Regions from separate parts of the Cricetulus griseus genome. Here region 1 is linked to region 2. A link is a contact called in public Hi-C data. All regions are on one chromosome and are shown on one strand. Each heading gives the region's core, a stretch centred on a gene start, on an enhancer-like site or on the middle of the called end of the contact. The rest is flanking DNA. Distances are from core to core; before and after follow the strand shown.

Region 1 (3,103 bases), core at 150-2,649, 33 kb before region 2:
TTGTACCTTTTGGGTGTGAAGGAAAACAACCCGAAGAAGGCTTCAGAGCTGAGGAGGCAGCCATGCTTGTGGACTTTAGGTTCCAAAAGGCATCTCCTGCTGACGGTTGAAAGTCCAGGAGAGGTCTCCACACCTGGCACTCCAAGGAGACAGAAAAGAGGCCACCCTCGATGGGTCTCACACTCACTCCATTTGGGACTTGGCCTTTCAGGATTTTTTCTCAGGAGAAGGGCTATGGGAAGACTTTCTAGTTGGCAAATCCTATCTTAAGATACCAAATCCTGAGCCGGGCATTGGTGGCGCACGCCTTTAATCCCAGCACATGGGAGGCAAAGGCAGGCGGATCTCTGTGAGTTCAAGGCCAGTCTGGTCTACAGAGCGAGTGCCAGGATAGGCCCCAAAGCTACACAGAGAAACCGTCTCGAAACCCTCCCCCCCCCAAAAAAGATACCAAATTCTGTCACAGCATCCCCTCAGGCCCACTGGTGTACATGGATCCTAGGCTACCAAGAGACCCTGAAGGTTGGAGGCTTGCGTGCGTGCGGAGGCAGGCGAGGAGCGGGTGTTGAGACACCTTTGTCCGTTCATGTCTCAGCACTGGTGACCTGGTGGCTGGACAGGAAGGACACACAGAGGTGGACAGAGTCCCCGCACAGGGTAAGGTTTAACCATCGTGGGCAGGAAGATTGCCATAGCGCCTTGCAAACGACTCTAGAATGCCGAGGAAGACAGTGCAACACAGGAACTTAATTCCTGCTCGGGGTCAGTTAGCACTTGACGAGCCCAGGTCAGAAGCCTACATACACTCCAGTCAAAGCTTATCTACAGAGGCCCCAGCGGCGTTACAAACTCGGGTGCTTTGACAAAGTGATTTATGTCCCACATGTGACCAGACAGAAAGACTGAGCTGGCACTTGGGCCCCGAAAGAGCTTCTGCAAATCCAGCAAGCTCCGGGTGGGTGCTGCGGTTGGTTCCCGGGGCTGAGGAGTCTGCTGGCCGCTCCTGCAGGAGGACAGCTGCGCTTCCTTCTAGGAGGAGATCCTGGCTCACAGCGGGTCCCTGCGGTGGCTGACCACACCACGACCTCCAGCGCGCCAGTCCCTCGGCTGCTCGTGAGCTCCAGTTCCTCCGTCTGTGATGGAGACAGTGGCCGTCGTGCAAGGTGGTGGCGAGGAGCCCGTAGGCTCTCAAATATCAAATTTCTGCTGCAGCGCCCTGCGGCTGTGTTACCACAGCAAGGTCAGGACCAGGGTCCCGACCTCTCCAGGGCCGCGGGCTCCAGCTTCCCGGACCAGCTTTCTTTTGGGGGGAGCGGCGCAGCCCAAGTGCGGGCCCCGGGTTGCCCCACACCCCTCCCCGAGGCACCGATCCCTCCTGTCCCTCTCCCACACCCCTCCCGCGTCCCAGCTCTTGGTTTCGTCTGGGCCTCGGGATCCTCCGGGTCCCACCGCGCGCCGCTCCGGGCAAACCTCCGGGCTCCGGCACGTTGAGCCTCGGAGCGGTTTCTGCCCCCGCCGTGGTGTGGGGACCTAGGAGCTGCCCCTCCGCCCCTTGCCTCGGCTGTAGAAGCAGCTGCGGGGTCCGCCCTGCCCCCTCCCCGGCGCGGAGAGCGGCTGCCAGGAACTGGAATATTAATAGGTACAAACTTCCTGGAAAGATTTTCGTCTTCGCGGTAGATGACCCCGCCTTGTCGGCCCAAAGAAAGAAAAGGCCTCCCGGGGCAGGCGACAGAGAGCCTGGGACCCGCGGGACCCCCGGAGCCACTGCTCTCTAAAGTTGGGGTTCATTGGTCGGGGACCCACTCGGTGGCCCGTCGCAGACACCGCGGTGCAGGGCTGGCCTGGCCTTTGTAAGCCAGGTCCCCAAGGAAGGAGTCCCGACGCCAGGGCGCGCATCTGCGGGAGCGCGGGAGCGCGGGAGCGCGCTCGCCCGGGGCCACCCTGCCCTCCTGCGGGGGAGGGGTGGAGAGGCTCCTCTTCCCGGGTAGGATAGACTTCTCTGGTCTCTGGTCACTTAGCAGCATCCAAACAACCCTGCTGCTGCTGCCCATAGGTGAGCGCCATCCCTCTCTCCAGGACTCCCTGGCCCAGCAGCAGTTGTGATCAAAGCCACCCGCTCCTTCCCAGCTGCCAGGAAAGGACAGATCCATCAGAAACACCCGAACACAACAGCCGCCCACTCCCCTGACAGCGGCTGCGGTTCCCAGTCTCAGGTTTCACCGCTTCCGACAGGGGCACCTGTCCTGGATAGTAGAGTCTTCTGCCCACCTGAAAGTCAGAAGCAAGAGGATCGCCCAAAGTTAAGGAGAGCTAGGTAGTGATCCCTTGACTTAACAAATTATTGCTACGTGGGCTTTGGTGGCGCAGGCCTTTATATACAAGAGCTAGTTCCAGGATAGGCTCCAAAGCTACAGAGAAATCCTGTCTCGAAAAATAAAATATAATAAAACAACAGCAGTGGAACAGATAATAAGACAGAGGCGATGAAAGCTCAAGGAAGGGAGGAAGAAGACAGAACTGTGCTTGTAGCCTTGTTTAAGGCTGGAATTGGGATCCCGTGCTTGGGAATGAGCAAGCCAGCCTCACAGGCCAATTAGCTAAGATGAAGACAAGCCTTGCTGGTTCCACCAGCAGTGTCGGATTCAGGAGGGCAGTTTTGGGCATGCTGGGTTTGATGCATTCATTGGTCATTCAAGGGTAGGGCTGAGCAAGTACTGGTCAGACAGGTCTCCACGCAGAGATGGTGTGGGTGCATGGACACCTGGGAGACACAAGTGAGCAAACACACAAACCTGCCTGTTCTGAGCTGCCCCCCCCCCCCGAACCACCAGCCAGCCACCTGCACTTATGAAACACATGACATTACAGAAATTATTTAGATAGGGTTTCAGTATGTAGCCCTAGATGGCCTGGAACTCTGTAGATCAGGCTGGTCATGAATGCAAAGATCAGCCTGCCTCTTGTTAGGTTTCAAAGTCTTTCTTCCTTCCTTCCTCCCTCCCTTTCTTTTCTTTCTTTTTCTTTCTTTCTTTCTTTCTCTCTCATTCACCCCTGTCTCCTGAGTGCTTGGATACTAGCCTGAACCATTTTTTAATTTTAATTA
Region 2 (3,453 bases), core at 461-2,960:
TCCTTACTTACCTACCAGTATTAAAAAAAAAAAAATCATATTCAACTAAAACATACATTTTCTTGCCAGAAGCCACCCCCTAAAAAAAAAAAAAATCCCAGAAACCTATCATTACTGAGAAAAAAAAAAGGCTGTTATATAATTAATTTGAAAGGGCGCAGGTTAGGTCTACTACCCAAATACGACTTAAAACAAACCGGAAAATTGTCAGCATTAATACTCATAACGCCAATTCCAAGCGACAAACGGCCAAAACCAGCGAGACCACCCCAATGGGTTTTAATTCAATTTCTTTAATTAAAGTAGAAATTAGAAATGCCTGCAAGCATTCGATCACAAACAAGTCAAACGAAAGAAGCCACAAACCACAGAAAGGTCGAGTCAAATTACAGCCAAAAAAAAAAAAAAGAAAGAAAAAAAGAAAAAAGGTTCCAGCGTCCCCCCCCCGTTCGCGCCCCCCGCCTCGCGCTCGGCAGTTGGATTGCTGTAAATATCTGTAAACATTCTTGAGGTTTCTATCTTTACGGTTATGTTGACAAAAAGGCGTCTCGAAAGACAAGAACAACAGCTATTGCCAGCGAGCATTCCACAAAGCCCGTCCTCCCGGGCTTCGCTATGCCAGCCGACTGCCCCGCACCCAGTCTTAATTAGCGCTCGACACCGGCCGCCCGGCCCACCCCAGCACCACATAAACTTTTGCTTCTGCCTCCCCCGGGTCCCCGGGTCCCGGGTCCCCGACCTGCCCTGCCCGGCCCGGCCCGGGCGCCCCGTGCCGGCAGCGAACGACTCGGCTCCCCAAGGCTAGCACAAAATGGAAACAATTGCAAAATGTATCCGACTCCCTTCCAAAGACACAAACAGCAAACCCTTCGAAAAATACCCCATCCCCTGCCACGTGCCGCTCTCCCCCAAATGCAAAAGTTCTTTTTTTCGTTATTTCGAATTTCATATGCATCAAGTTTCCTTTTTTTTCCTCCAAAAAAGGCAAAAAAATAAAAAAAAAGGTGCTTAAGATTTTTTTCCTCCTTCCATTTTAAAATGGGGAAGAGAGAAACGGGGGGGAAAAGAAACATGGTCGGTGACCAGAGAAGAGAGACAAGATGGTGAAGCTCAGCCACAACTGTGGGGAGGCAGCAAAAAGCGAGTTCGCCCGGGGCGGGAAGCGACGGCGATTTTACCCATTTCGCGCCCGACAAACTGCGGCCCGGGACCCGCAGGCGGCAGTTGAGGGGCTCGCGCGGGACCTGGTGAAGGTCTGGGGTCCCGGGAAGGGGCGGCGGGCGGGATTTCACCGAAGAAAGGAGAGCCCGCGGCGCGGGAGGGCCAGCAGGCTCGGCAGGCGGCGCGGCGGGGCCGCCGCCGGGCTGAGGCGGAGACGGAGAGCTGCCGCCGCCGCCGCCGCCGCCGCCGCCCGAGGAGAGGGAAACTCGCTCCCCGTCTCCGTGTCTGCGCCAAAAAGTTTGAGGGTCGAGCCCGAGGGGCTGCGGGGGCCCTCCGCGGCCCGCTACGGCAGCGCCGGCGGACGGGGCCCGGCTCCGGGAGAGCGGGCGGACGGAGAAACTTACCCCCCTTCTCCTTCGGCTGGAGCTCGGCAAGCGAGAGGCGGCGCTGGCGTTAGAGAGCGGCGGCGGCGGCGGCGACGGCTGCGAACACAATTGAAAGATGGCTGACACCGAGGCTACCCCCACACACGCCGCCCCGCCCCGCGCCGCGCCAGCCAATCACACACAATGGAGGGAAGGCTCGGCCCCGCCCCGGGGCCCGCGCGCCCGCCCCCCGCCCCTCCCCCCGCGCGCCCGTTCGCTGGCGCGCGCGCTCGCTCCTCCTCCACCCCCGCCCCCCCACCCCGCGCGCCGCCCGCCCCCGGCTCCCGCCGCCTCTCGCGGTGTGTACAAACACAAAAGACACGCCGAGGGGCCGCGGGGCCCGCCGAGACGCCGCCCGCCCCCGGCCCGGCCCGCGCTCGCTTCCCTCCCCGCCCGGGGCCAGCGCCACGGGGAGCCCCCGGAGCCCCGGCTCCCGGGGGTGGGGGGGTGAGGGATAAGGGGGGGTACCGAGGGGGCCCGTGGGGGATGGGAGGGCGGGCCGCGGGCCAGCGCCCGGCCTGCGGGGGGAGGGGCGCCGCCCCCGCGCGCGTCCCCGAGGCGCCCGCCCGCGTGGGGCGGGGAGAAGGCCGCGGCCCCGCGGTCGCCGCGCCCGGTGGACGAGGCGCCCGAGCCGGAAGCCGGCGAGTGGAAGCCCGAGGCCCGCGCCCACTCTCGGGCCGCGCCCGTTGCGCGCGGCAGGGGCGGGGCCCCGCGGTTCGCTTCCCGCCTAGCGCGGGCGCGGGGCGCGGGCGCGTCCGAGGGCCGGGCCAAATCGCCTGAGGACAAGCCCGTCGCGGACTCTACCCGGGAGAGGCGGGGCGGCCACTGCCAGCGCTGCTTCCCCGACGGCGGCGGCGGCGACACCGCGCTCACCCGCTCCTGCCTGGGCCGCCGTTCTTGATGCAAGATGGCTGTGTGTTGTGAGCCTCGGGAACAATGTGCAGCACAGCTGTCGCTGCGCACGGCCCGGCTGCCGGTCCAGCCCGAGTGGGCCGCTCAGCGAGCGGCCTCACCCTCCTCGGAAGATCGCTGTGGAAGGAGACTGTGACATAGCAGCTTAAGGCTGTCGCTGTAAGAGGCTGAAAACGGCAGGTACTAAGGAAGAGCTGCCGCAGGGCTTGCCGTGTTTCCCGCTTTCCAGCACCGCTCGGTAGCTTGAGCAGCACGGCGCAGCTCAGGTTGTCATTAGCTGACCCCCAGACGGTAGGGACCAGGCTTCACAGCCCTGGGTGAGGGCTTTCGGTACAAGAGAGATCCCATAGGGTTGTGAAGGAGATGCTGGAACAGATATGTAGAAACCAGATAGGAGAGAAGGAATGATACTTGCCCAAGGTCACTTAAGTGAGGAACAAGCCCCGGAGAAACAGACAGAATCCAGGCCTCCCGTTTCGTTATTATTTAAAGAGTGTTAAGTGTTGATGTGATAAAAACACGTGCAATCTGCGATACTATCCTAAAAACACATGCAGAAAAAGCCTACACTGAGCTGCCAGTAAAGAAAGAAATCCCTATAATTTGAGCCAAGAAGCACTTTTTTTTTTCTTTTGCTTGTTTTTTGTTTTCAGGGAACTAAAATATTTGCGGCTGGATTTATCCAAGAAGGCTGTTACATATCACTTGAATCAATCAGTCTTCAAGAAATGTTACCGAGTCACAGATAGTACTCTACAGATAGTACTCCAAGAAATGTTACCGAGTCACAGATAGTACTCTACAGATAGTACTCTCTTTGTATGCTTGCTAGGTTTTCCCATGCTTTATTCCCGACTTTAAGTAAATATTTCTTTTTTTCGAGACAGGGTTTCTCTGTGTATTTTTGTGTACTGGAACTCACTCTGTAGACCAGGCTGGCCTTGAACTCGAAGAG

Evidence for each region. Hi-C and Micro-C count contacts between places; a contact is called where the count stands out from the background.
Region 1: a Hi-C map of fibroblasts shows a contact between it and region 2, with 2.1 times the contacts expected there. The contact joins the enhancer-like site here to the promoter of LOC100753137 in region 2. A contact is called at or near these places in 4 of 8 Hi-C or Micro-C datasets (the CHL-YN cell line, the CHO-K1 cell line, fibroblasts and 1 more).

Annotation. Positions count from the first base shown.
Region 1 is chr5:13,507,602-13,510,704 of CriGri-PICRH-1.0, reverse strand. No RefSeq gene overlaps it. Among named protein-coding and RNA genes, the nearest start is that of Acbd3, 53 kb to the left of the region's middle. Within about 2 kb of position 1,399, at least 2 of the 6 cell types and tissues checked have open chromatin away from gene starts, as enhancers often do. A contact at or near this core is called in the CHO-K1 cell line, where this site is marked.
Region 2 is chr5:13,474,159-13,477,611 of CriGri-PICRH-1.0, reverse strand. It overlaps LOC100753137 (histone H3.3A), which reads right to left and starts at 1,710. Exons shown (of 4, transcript XM_027418834.2): 1 at 1,566-1,710; 2 at 1-11.